Linked DNA regions of Mus musculus: region 1 is linked to region 2. The links are chromatin contacts, called in public promoter capture Hi-C maps. All regions are on one chromosome and are shown on one strand. Each heading gives the region's core, a stretch centred on a gene start, on an enhancer-like site or on the middle of the called end of the contact. The rest is flanking DNA. Distances are from core to core; before and after follow the strand shown. Region 1 holds the start of Ercc5 (excision repair cross-complementing rodent repair deficiency, complementation group 5). Region 2 has its middle 36 kb from the start of Tpp2.

Evidence for each region. Promoter capture Hi-C pulls out the DNA fragments that hold promoters and counts their contacts.
Region 1: a promoter capture Hi-C map of embryonic stem cells shows a contact between it and region 2, with 20 read pairs. The contact joins the promoter of Ercc5 here to the enhancer-like site in region 2. A contact is called at or near these places in 8 of 39 promoter capture datasets (the 3T3-L1 cell line, 3T3-L1-derived adipocytes, the C10 cell line and 4 more), 10 of 484 Hi-C or Micro-C datasets (the Ba/F3 cell line, CD4 T cells, DN3 thymocytes and 6 more) and 3 of 9 other capture datasets (adipose tissue, liver and macrophages).

The regions. Positions count from the first base shown.
Region 1 is chr1:44,144,778-44,151,150 of GRCm38.p6, forward strand. Ercc5 (excision repair cross-complementing rodent repair deficiency, complementation group 5) reads left to right here and starts at 2,967. Exons shown (of 15, transcript NM_011729.2): 1 at 2,967-3,373. The coding sequence starts at 3,286.
Region 2 is chr1:43,895,053-43,900,892 of GRCm38.p6, forward strand. It overlaps the pseudogene Gm8241. Among named protein-coding and RNA genes, the nearest start is that of Tpp2, 36 kb to the right of the region's middle. Within about 2 kb of position 4,454, at least 35 of the 459 cell types and tissues checked have an H3K27ac peak or open chromatin away from gene starts, as enhancers often do. A contact at or near this core is called in embryonic stem cells and regulatory T cells, where this site is marked.

The DNA of each region.
Region 1 (6,373 bases), core at 1,717-4,216, 250 kb after region 2:
TTGTGGTTCAGGCATATTTTCAATATAAACTGCTTTTAATAGTTCAATTGAGTATTTCAAAGCAATAGGTTTGAAGAGCTAAGAGGAAAGAATACAAATGCAAAATAAGATGTAAACCTTAAGAACAAAGTGACAGCTGGGAAAATAAGATGAGTTTATTTCCTGTACACTAATCATATGCTTTATTGAAATCACTGACAGACATCTGACCACTTAAAACTTAAGCTTACAGATTTAAAGATGACTTAGAGCACAGAATGTTTGAATTCAGTGGGAGTTTTTTTTTTTTTTTTTTTTTTTTTTTTCAGGGTATGTAGGTAAGAGGTCCTGCAAAGTCCCTTTTGAAAACTAGTAATATTCCTATTTGATTTGTTAGTCAACCTGTCTTAGAAATTGTCATAGATCTTCTAAGGAAGGATACTGATTGGCTCAGAAGTTACAAGTTGTCTCACCTGTGAGATTATGTCCTCTTTGGTAGTGATGTGGAAGAACGGTTACGCTAATGAGCATGGTATTTATAATAGTAGTTGAAAAGCTATTTAAATGCTTGCTATAATTATTATTTTGAAAATGTGTTCTTAATTGATTAGTCTGTTATCAGCATGGCAACCTGCAGGCAGGCATGGCACTGGAGAAGGAGCTGAGAGTCCTACATCCTGATCGGAAGGCAGCCAGGAGAGGACAGTCTTCCACAGGCATCCAGGAAGAAGGTTCTTTTCCACACGAGGAGGAGCTTGAGAATAGGACCTCAAAGCTCACCCCTGGTGATGAACTTCCTCTGACAAGGGCACACCTCCTAAGAGTACCACTTCCCATGGGCCAAGTATTTTGAAACCACCACATTTATAGAACCTGTTAATCCTTTATGCACTACTACAGTTACAGGGGTATATCCCATCATAGAAAGCAGGTATAGCAACTGAAGTGTTTCTCAAGTTGCTTTGTTACAGCCATGGAGTGAGCCTAGGCAACCACTCCAGAACCTATGGCATTATTTAACTCAGTTTCACTCTTAGCATTTCTACCCTGCCAATCTTTCACTTAAAAAAAAAAATAAAGACAAAACAAAAGCCCTGATCTCTATGCCATCACTTTCTAGGTGCTTTCATAGGAAAATCAGAACAGCACCCCAGCTGTTGGTGGTAGTGACGTGTGCCAGCTAAAACTGAGGTTTGCATTGGTGGAGCATCTTGCCTACGTTTATAGAGATTCTTAGTTTGCTAGAGCTTTCATAATAAAGTACTCAGGTTGCTTAAAAACAAGTTTGTTTTTGTTTCGTTTTTTTTTTCCCTCACAGTTACATAGACCAAGACAAGGTCTGGCACATTTGGTTTCTTATCTTTTGGACTTGAAGCTGGTCACCCTTTTTGTCCTCCCATGGCCTTTCCTGTATTTGTGGGCATACTTTATGATGTTCCCACTCCTTCTTATTAGTATAACCGTTATACTGGATTAGAGGCCACCCTGATAGTCTCTCTGTATATCAATGGTGAGGTAGAAATCACATCCATGGACTTAGACGTATCTTCATGTTTGTGATCTATTACTGACCATGACTCTGTCAGACACAGAAATGGTTTTGTTAAGTTCTGGTTCATGTGCCCTTAGGTGCCTAATGGCCTTATTGTTTTGACAATCATTTTCTAAAAATCACTTTGAATACAGGCACATTGTGCAGTACTTATATTCAACACGTGAATTTTGAATTCTACATGGATACTGACCTGAATACATAGTAATTCCGCGGTCCAGCCAAGATCTGAACTATCATCTGCATGACCTCTACTCCAAATATTTTCCACAGGATGCAAAATGTCCTGGGGAGCATCAGACCTGAGACTTGAGAGGTCACTTAAGCAACATTGACGAACTCCCGCTATGCACTACTAAGGAAGGGGTGTAACACTCATCAAGATTGATACCAGTTTCAACATGTTTACAGTCTACTGCTGGAAGTGATAAAAATTAAACAGGCAATTAAATTGCCTTCAGTAAAATACGACTTTACTAAAATGCAAAAGTCCGTAATTTTACACATTGAGGGAATGCTAAACTGTAAACCACCTGTTTGGACATAGATACGTTTTTGCTAAAATTTGACTTCTGATAGACTTCAGCTGTAAATGAATTTTTTTCCCCAGAAATTATCTACTTCTATCCCTTCCTTTTTTTTTTTTTTCTTAGACAAGGCCATGTGAGTCTTGAGCTTGTGATATTCCTGCCCATCTCCCAGATATTTGTGCCACCATGTCGGGCTATCTATTGTTTCTTATCAATCTTTTTACTGGGTTTGAATAATTACAATACCGTCCATCAAAATTGAGCCATTGTATGCTAAGTGCTTTGCCCATATTCACTCTGCTCGGTAAAAGATTGTTCTTTTGTACTGCTTACAGATGACGGAGAAGAAATTCTGAAGAAACGTAATCTCCACAGAGCTAACTCTATAGTAAGGCCTCAAAGGGCTGCATTCGATTTAGAATGTGCATATCGTGTCTTTTCCTGGCTCTACTCTGCCCCAAGTCATTTTTCCCAATTGTGGAACTCAAAGTTTCAGATGCTGGAGGAAATTCAAAGTTAAGCACTGCGTTGTACTGCCATCCAGTTACTGCACGTTGTGAAAATATTTGCCTTCACCAAAGTCAAGATGCTCATCTTTCCGTTCTTTTCTTGTCGAACCCAATACTTGGCGCCAAATCGGCAAAGCTGGGGAGGCAATGGGGAGACTGATACTGAAAATGCACAAAGGAGACCTCACTCCATTAAGAAAGCCAATATGTGCAAACACTTTTTGCGCCTAACAGTCAGCCGAACAGAGGCACAGATTCAAAACCGAATCGCCACACACACTGACTTCGGGAGTGCTCGGGCGTGGGATTTACGTGTCAAGTGTCAACGCGGGAATCCCAACCCTCGCGTTCACTTGGAAGCCAAGAGGTTTCATCGTTTGGTCAGCGGGAGAAATCACTCGCGACCGGAGGAAGGCTCGGCGCTGGCGTCACCGGTGCTGCTTCTCAGTACTTTTAGGCGTGCCAGTACTGGGGCTGAAACCTTTCTGCTCCTCCCACCACATTTAAATTCCGCTGTTCTTTCGGGAGACCGGGTCCGCTCCGGAAGTGCGTCAGCGCCGTGTTCCTCCTTCAAGCCCTGGTGACAGCGGGTTCCAGGCGGAGAGCGGTGGGCTCTGCGTGAGTTGGTGGCGCTGCGTGCTGGTGCGGGGCGCGTCCTTTATCCTAACGGGAAACAAAGGCCCCGCGAGCCCGGCCGAGAGAGAGCGCCTGCGCCATGGGAGTGCAGGGGCTGTGGAAGCTGCTGGAGTGCTCGGGCCACCGGGTCAGCCCGGAGGCGCTGGAGGGCAAGGTGCTGGCCGTGGGTATCCTTCAAGGCGGCTCCGGAGCGCCGGATGAGCGCCTGCTCGGCGACTGGGCTTCGTCCGGGACTTGGTGCTGGGGGTCGATTGGGTGTCTGTCTATCTAGAGTGCAGGCCTGCGCTCCTTAGGCCGGCCCATTTTGTGCCCCCTATGCTTTAGTTCTCACAGCAGAGTGGCTACAGAGTTGTCGCGGAGAATAAGGAGATTTAAATGATAAAATTTGGTATAGCGTCAGGCTCCGTAGTACTGTACATCTGAGAAGTCATTCTGTCAGAGTAGAGGGGGGGAAAAAAAAGAAGAGTTCCGAACCCTCCCACCCTCCTTTTTGAATAGTTACCTCTTGTTTGTTGGAATAAAAAAAGTTCATACGGTGTATAGTGAATTAGTTTCCTCCAGCTTCTGTGATGGGTGTGTGCATTTTAGTTTTGTGTCATTGGAGTTTTGTTTTTCTCCCACTTTGAAAATGTGATACCAATTTTGAAGTTTTGTTTACGTTTATCTGTTCCACGGCCCGTTTCACAGTGCCTCTTTTATCTTAGAAGGTACTTTTACATAGTTTTCTTAATGAAAACTAGAAATTCCTGTAAATAGTTGCTGAATGTGCGTACATGCCTGGACGTGTGTCCGTAGGTGGTGGCATGCCATGCCATTCTGTAAACTATGTCAGTTCTTCACGATGTGCCCAGCTTATAATTAATGGAGAACTTGCAGTTTTGAAAAATCACATTTTATGCCAAATACATCAATGACAAAAATTAAAAATTTGTCTTACAAGTCTTTGCACAGGGTACCATAAACCCTAGTGGTTTCTCGGCGTCACTGCTGTTTAAGGATTTCTTCATTATTTATGATGGAAGAACAATTTTTAGTGAGGGGGTTCTTAAATTCTCATCAAAGGGTTTTAGTAGTGGTAGAGCACTTTCTTAGTATGTATGATAAACCAGAGTTCCATTCACATCTTTGTGAGAAAGTATTGCTGACAACACCATCAAGGAGTTACGTTATTTTCTCTTCCAGCCCTTATAAACAATTAGGAAGTTAAGCATCCTAGCATTCAGGGTTGTCAAATGAAAAGTAATCCATGTAGATTATTCATAAATGGCTGTGTTCCATTTGGGGTGTGAAGTTATGTTTATGAGGTTATTAAGCTCTTCTGAAATAATGGATCGTTTAAAGAAAATCGTGAGGGATTTTGCCTACACTCACATGTAATCTGGTTACTTCTGTAATTTAATTTTCTGTGTTTCATCATGAGAATTCTGATATCTGAAATTTAGGTGTTAGAAATTTATTCGGTTTGCTAATAAATAAATCATCCACAATTATCTCAGGTTTGTAATTTACATACTTTTCCAAATAAACTGTTTGGGTTTTAGACCATGTGAATAGCTGAGTGTATTATTTAAACAGTTTATGTCTGTGTCAAAAAAATGTTAGGAAATAACAGATTAGTTTTTCCTCATTATTGACCTTAACATCTGTTAGTGCATTGGCAGTATTAAGCAGATAGTACCCTCACTGGACACATGAACAACATGGATTAACTTAGTCTCCAGTCACCTAATTCCAGGACTAAGGAAAATTCCCATTTATTTTCAGATGTTATTGGTTCTTTGAGTTTAAATTCTAAAGCAAGTTTTGACTTTGCCTTTGCTTCATTCTTTAATTCTTCTAACCCTTGAGGAGTTTAGTTTTGCCACATTTGTGTTGAAGCTTGACTAATCAAACTGTGTAAATTCTTTCAGCCTATCTGATTTTATCTGTTTTTTTTTTTGTTTTTTGTTTTTTGTTTTTTTTTAACTAAGAGTTTCATGTTGGAACTCTCGGCCTTCCATGAGAAGTGGTAAGCTGTGGTTAATTTAAATGTGAAAAGGAATTATTTCAGTGTGATTTAGTGTTTTAGGAACATGGGGTTTAATCTTTTCTCAGAAGCTGTAGGCCCTAGACTCATATATATGAGTTAAGAGGTATCTTAACTCTGAAATTGAGTTTTCTCAATTCTAAAGTCAAAAGTGATTGATTGTATAGACACTTTTGATGGCAGTGTAGCAAGCAGAAATGGACCAAGTATGAGTAGCTGTCCAGAGTAGAACTGAGACTGCAGAAGGCTTGCTCTAAGCTGGATCCTGGACCTGATCACTCATGTCTGAGACCTACCATCACTATCATCTCCTTTCATGTGGGCTGCTGGAACATTCTTTTTTTTTTTTTTTTGTTATATGGATTTTCATACTTCTTCTTTCTTGTATTAGATATTTTCTTTATATACATTTCAAATGCTATCCTGAAAGTTCCCTATACCCTCCCCTACTGCTGTAACATTCTTAAAACTACTCTCCTTGCAGTTGATTTTTACATGTCTCCTAAGGCCCGAAGTCATTCTGGAAACTGCTCAGATGTGTATATTGTATATCAGCTTCCATACCCAAGTGCCCCACCCCTGCGCCCACCACAGGGAACTGTGTAGACGTGGCTCTGCCCTAGGCGTTTGTATTTGCTGCGTCTCGTCTCCCTTCTGTAACTAGAGTGCTAAACTCATAACTACTCTCCTGACCTATTATTTCTTGGCACTTAATGTGTCAATTCTTTTAGGATATGTGCATCTCAGACATAGGGGTGCATTTGTCTTGCTCACAAATACAATGTTTAATGTATCTCCGTAGGGTCTTGGATTTACTTTTACATGGGAGCTCTTTAACATATAGGGATGGAGATACACACACACACACACACACACACACACACACACACACACACACACATATTGTCAACTTGGCATGGCATGAGAGTCATCAAGAGTCAATTGAGAAAATTCCTTTGGAAGACCAAGCAAGACTATAGGGCTTTTCCTAATTAGCCATTAATGGGAGAGGGCCCAGCCAATTGTGGATGGTGCCACCCCTGGGCTTGTGTCCTGGGTTCTATAAGCAGGCAAGCTGAGTAAGCCATGAGGAGCAAGCAGCTAAGCAGCTCCTGTACCCAAGTTCCTGCTCTCTTGGAGT
Region 2 (5,840 bases), core at 3,204-5,703:
CATAAAGGACCATGTAGGCCTTTATGGCCCTTGTGGTTATATTGTCTAGATCCTTTCCCATGACCCTAAAGGCCAAGCAGAAAGCCTGTTTCTCATCCTCCACAGCCTCATGACCATTCCTCGTTCCTGAAAACTGAATCTGCCTCATTTACCATGATGTTAGTAGCTCTGAGTAATGGGGGAAGTATATTCCCAGAAAGAAAGATTGAAAGTAGAGTAATAAAGACAGCAGATCAGCTTTTGGGCAACAGCAACCATCAGCACATGTGGGGATCATAGGATCAACAATGTGGCAATGCACCAGGGGCAGGAACTGTGTTAGTCCTCCTTTTACACAGCCATGCTGGACCCAGCATAGATCTACCTGAAGACAGCCAACTATACCACTCACCCACAGCCTGTCAGTCAACTACAGAACAAGGCCTCATCTTCACAGTCATCCACAGTGGAAGGCAACAGCCTGTCTGTCATTCATCCACAGGAAAAGGTCAAATCTTGACAGTCGTCCATAGTAAATGCACACAGCCTGTCAATCATCCATAGGACATGGCTGCAGTCTGTTGATCATCCACAGGAAAGGTGCTCAATCTGTCAATCATTCATAGTAAACAATCCATAGCATGTCAATCATCCATAGAAAACACCCATAGCTTGCAATCATCTACAGCAGAAAGCCACAGCGTTTCAATTATCCACAGGAAAAGGACAAAGCCATCAGTCATTCATAATAAACACCCTTAGCCTGTCAGTCAGCCATAGGAAATCCCCAGAGCCTGGCATTTATCCACAAGACACAACCACAGCCTGTCAATCATTCATAGTAAACACCTGCTGCCTGTCAGTCATCCATAGGATACACCCACAGCCTGTCAATCAATCATAGTACTAGCCCAACTCCTGTCAATAATTCAGAGGACAAGGCCACAGCCTGTCAGTCATCCACAGGACAAGTCCAATGACTATTAGTCATCCACAGGAAATGTCTACAACATGTCAATCATCCATGGGAAACATCCACAGACTGGCAATCATCCAAAGAAAATGCTCACAGCCTGTCAGTCATCCACAGGAAATACCCATAGTTTGTCAATCACCCATAGGTCATGCCCACAGCCAGTCAATCATTCACACAAATGCCTATAATTCATTATTTATACATAGGAAACTCCCAAAGCCTGTCAATAATGCATAGGAAACCGTCACAGCCTACCAGTTATCCACTACACAAGCCCTCAGTGTGTCAATCTTCTGTAGGAAACACCTACATCTGGTAAATCATTCAAAAGGAACACCAACAGCCTGGCAATCATCCATGGACTATGCCTGCAGCCTGTCAATAATCTGTATAAAATGCTCAAAGCCTGTCAGGCATGCATATGACATGTCTACTGCCTGTCAATTATCCAAAGGAAATGCCCACAACAACTAAATAATCCGTAAGATAAGCCCAAAGCCTGTTAGTCATTCTTAGGACACACACACATGGCCTACAGTCATATACACAGGACATGCCCACAGCCTGACAATCAGCTGTGTGGAACACCCAGTCTGTCAATCATCCATAGGAAACATCCACACCCTGTCAGTCAACCACTGTACAAAGCCAAAGCCTGTCAGTCATACATACTAAGTGCCCTCAGACTGTCAATCATCCATAGGAAATGCCTACAGCCTGTCAATCATCAGCAGGTCAAGACCTTGTAATCATCCAGAAAAGAAGGCTCATCCTGTCAGCCACACACAGGACAAGGAAAAATCCTGTTGGTCATCCATACTAAATGCCAAGAGCCTGTCAACCACCCATCGGAAATCCCCACAGACTGTCATTTGTGCATATAACACACCCACAACCTGTCAACCATTAATAGTAAACATCCAAAACCTATCAATCATCCAGAGTGTAGGAACACGGCCTGTAAATCATCCATAGTAAAGGATCGCAGCCTGTTAGTCATCGACAGAACACGTCCACAGCCATTAAATCATCCACAGGAAGCACCTTCAGTCTGTCAATCATGGGCACAGGACTTGTCCAAACATTCTAATCAACCACAGGACAAGGCCGCAGCCTGTCAGTTATCCACAGGAGAAGTCCACATCATGTCAGTCATCCACAGGATAAGGTCACAGTCTGTCAGTCATCCACAGGACAAAGCCAAAACCCGTCAGGCATCCATAGTTAAAGCCCACAGCCTGTCAGTTATTTATAGGAAATCCCCACAACCTGTCAATCATCTATATGACATGCCTACATCCTGTCATTCACCCACAGGAAACACCCACAGCCTGTCAGTCTTTCACAGAAAGTGACCACAGCCTGTCAATCATCCACAGGAAATGCATACTACATATCCCTCATTCATAGGAAATCTCATCAGCCTGTCAATCATCCATATGAAATGCCCACAGCTTGTCAATCAACCCCAAGACACGACAACAGCCTGTCCATCATCCATAGTAAAAGAACACACCCTGCCAGTCATCTACAGACAATGTCCAAAGCCTGTCAGTCACCCAAAGGACAAGACCACAGCCTGTCAGTCATGCACCAAACAAGACCCAAGTCTCTCTGACACCGAAAGTAAACTCCAAAAACCTCCCAGTCATCTGTAGGAAAGGCCCACAGCCTGTCATTCGTCCAGAGGACATGCCCACAACCTTTCTATCATTCATAGTAAAAGTAAACAGCCTTTCAATTATCCACACAATACACCCACCGGCTGTCAGTCAGACTATCATCCTTAGTAAAGGAACACAGCCTGTCAGTCATCCACAGACAATGCCCACCGCCCTGCAATCATCCTCAAAACAAGGCCACAGCCTGTCAGACATGAACAGGACAAAGCCAAAGCCTGTCTGTCGTCAAAAGTAAATTCTCACAGCCTGTTAGTCATCCACAGGAAAAGGCCAAATCCTGACAGTTATCTATAGTAAATGCACACAGCCTGTCAATCATCCATAGAACACAGTCACAGTCTGTTGATCATCCACAGGAAAGGCCCACAACCTGTCAGTCATTCATAGGAAACCCCGATAGCGTGTCATCCATCCATCCATAGAAAACATCAACAGGCCCTCCGCGGCTCACCGCTTCCCAACAGCCCGCGACTGTCGAAGCCAGGCAGCATTGGGGATTAGTGCGGAAAGCCAGGGTGGTGACCAGCGCAGCGGCTCCGTCATTGGGCGAGGAGCCTGAGGTGCATAAGGACACCACAACCTGTGGCCCCCCGCAGAGGAGGGCGATGGAGTCCAAGATGCCAAGCGGAAGGAGCCCGCCAAGTCCCTCCTCATCAAAGTCATCTCCATGGGCAACGCAGAAGTGGGGAAAAGCTGCATTATAAAGCGCTACTGTGAGAAGAGATTTGTGTCTAAGTACCTGTCAACCATTGGGATTGACTATGGAGTCCCAAAGGTCCAAGTCAGAGACAGAGAAATCAAAGTTAACATCTTTGACATGGCTGGATACCCCTTCTTTTTTGAGGTCCGAAATGAATGTTACAAGGACACACAAGGTGTGATACTGGTCTATGACGTTGGGCAGAAAGACGCATTTGATGCCCTTGATTCATGGCTGACAGAAAAGAAGCAGGAGCTTGGGCCGCACGGGAACGTGGACAACATTGTCTTTGTTGTATGTGCCAACATGATCGACTGACTGCTCCAAACACTGCTGCATCGATGAAAGTGAGGGGCGTCTCTGGACTGAAAGCAAAGGTACTTTGAAACATCAGCACAAACTGGCGAGGGAATCAAAGAGATGTTCCAGACCTTTTACATGTCCATAGTTGACTTGTGTGAAAATGGCGGGAAGCATCCTACGGCAAATAGCAGTGCTAGTTTCACCAAAGAACAAGCAGACACCATTCGCAGAACCTGAAATAGTTAAGGTCAGCTGGGAGATGCTGGGAGTCAGACCTGGGGCCTCAAGGGAGGAAGTTAATAAGGTCTACCGGAAGTTGGCTGTGCTGCTTCACCCGGACAAGTGCGTAGCACCTGGCAGTGAAGATGCCTTCAAAGCGTTGTGAAGGCTCAGACAGCCCTCCTAAAAAGCATCAAATAGAGGCAGAGGAAACTGCAAAGGAGCTCAAGTGCAAACAGACTCCCCTTGAGCCACCAGGGGGAGACAAACCAGTGCTAAGAGAGAGAGGCAGTGCCAGCCACAGGAGCTGGAGAACCTGAGGCTCATCCCAGGTCTTTGCTGTGCCCTAGAAATAGTTGCTAGTATCAAGCAGCAAGGAATGCTGTGTCCCTGGGAATGAGGGGCCCGACACCAGAACAGAAGCTCTTAGAGGGTGCATTGTAGGTTACTCGGGAGTGTGCGCTCAGTCACCCCGTACAGACGGAAAGGCCAGCTCGGGCCTTTCCTGAGCTCAGGCATGTTGGGCAGTAGGAGGGGCCCTGCATGAGACTCGTCCCTGCATCAGTCCTCACTACGGGTGGTGGGAGAGGCAGGGGGGTCCTCTTCCACAAGCCGATTTCTTTCTCATGTAAATCTGCTTCTCCTCTCACTCCACTCTTTGTTACATCCCGCATCTGCGACTGCCTTTCTTCTTGAATTCCTGGCATTGCCCTGGGCGCAGTTGACTTGAAATAAGTAGGATCCATTTGGGGCACAGCGGGACGTCTTGGGTCTGTGTGAGACAGAATCCCTACAGTTTCTGCTTGGACTCCAAATTTCTGAATAGTATTTTAAAACTACAAGTATGAAAACTCATGTTGCATAGAGAAGCCTTCCTCGTGCCTGGTCCACAGGAGCTGATGGAGTTGATGGAGCTGGACTCATGGCAGCCTTAGGGGAGAAGGCTCGTTACTCGACTCCTGTGATCCCTCTGAACTGTGGTATTCTTATTTTGAGCTGCAGCCATCTGTGTTACCCCCGACTTGAAGGATGACTTTTAAATACCTATCCCATAATGGTTGCCGGATAACATCTCTCCTCGTGCCTAAGAAGACGAGCTCTTGTCTTCCTGTCTAAACCCTTGCAGTCCTCTGGGTTTTTCCTTTCTCCATAGTGGTCTCACTTTGCATGGCTGTGCTGTACGCAGCTGCTCTGAGATTTAAAATGTTGTTCTTAGTGAACTCAGATCTATATAAAAAGATAAAGAGATCTGGTATATGGCTTTATGGCTTGAATTAGCTTCTGATTGAACTCCACCACCTCGTGCAGAACGTACCTGATTATCCAACTGTTCTTGGAACAGAAACTGGGAATCATGAGGATGAGGGATTGTGTGTGGTGCTGTCAGCCTGAGTGTGGGGCCCAGTCTGCGCCTCATTCAACAACAGGGACAGGTGAACAGTTACAGCAGGGCGCTTTAGTGTCCCATTCTGATCCCTCAGGTCCCTTGCTGATTCTTAGATCTTGAGACTTTATTCCTGACATCTTAGTTACTAACGTTCAGGGTGGCTGCATAGTATTTATTTATTTATTTATTTATTTATGTAATAGTAATGAAATGAAGAAGTGAAGCCTCAGGGTCCCAGAAATTTTCTGATTTCTGTAATCCATCAGCAGAGAATTAGGAAACAACAGAGCATAACTCAGGATAAAAAGCATTCTGAACCCTGGCTTCGTGATCCAGTACAGACCTCTGCATTTGTTTAAATTCCTGATGCAGGCGTGTGCTTTGTCCTTCGACATTTTGAAAACTATTTGCACAGTTAAGATCTTAGAACATCAACAGGAGTCGCAAATCAGTCATTTCAGCGGCTGAAAAGTTTTTATAATGAACCTTGCCCCCCCCCCCCAAAAAAAAGAGGGATAAAATATTTGAACAACTGTTATTTTAAAAAGCTGTGTCCTTTTCCATCTGAGTCACTAACCGGTGTCACCTCTTCGC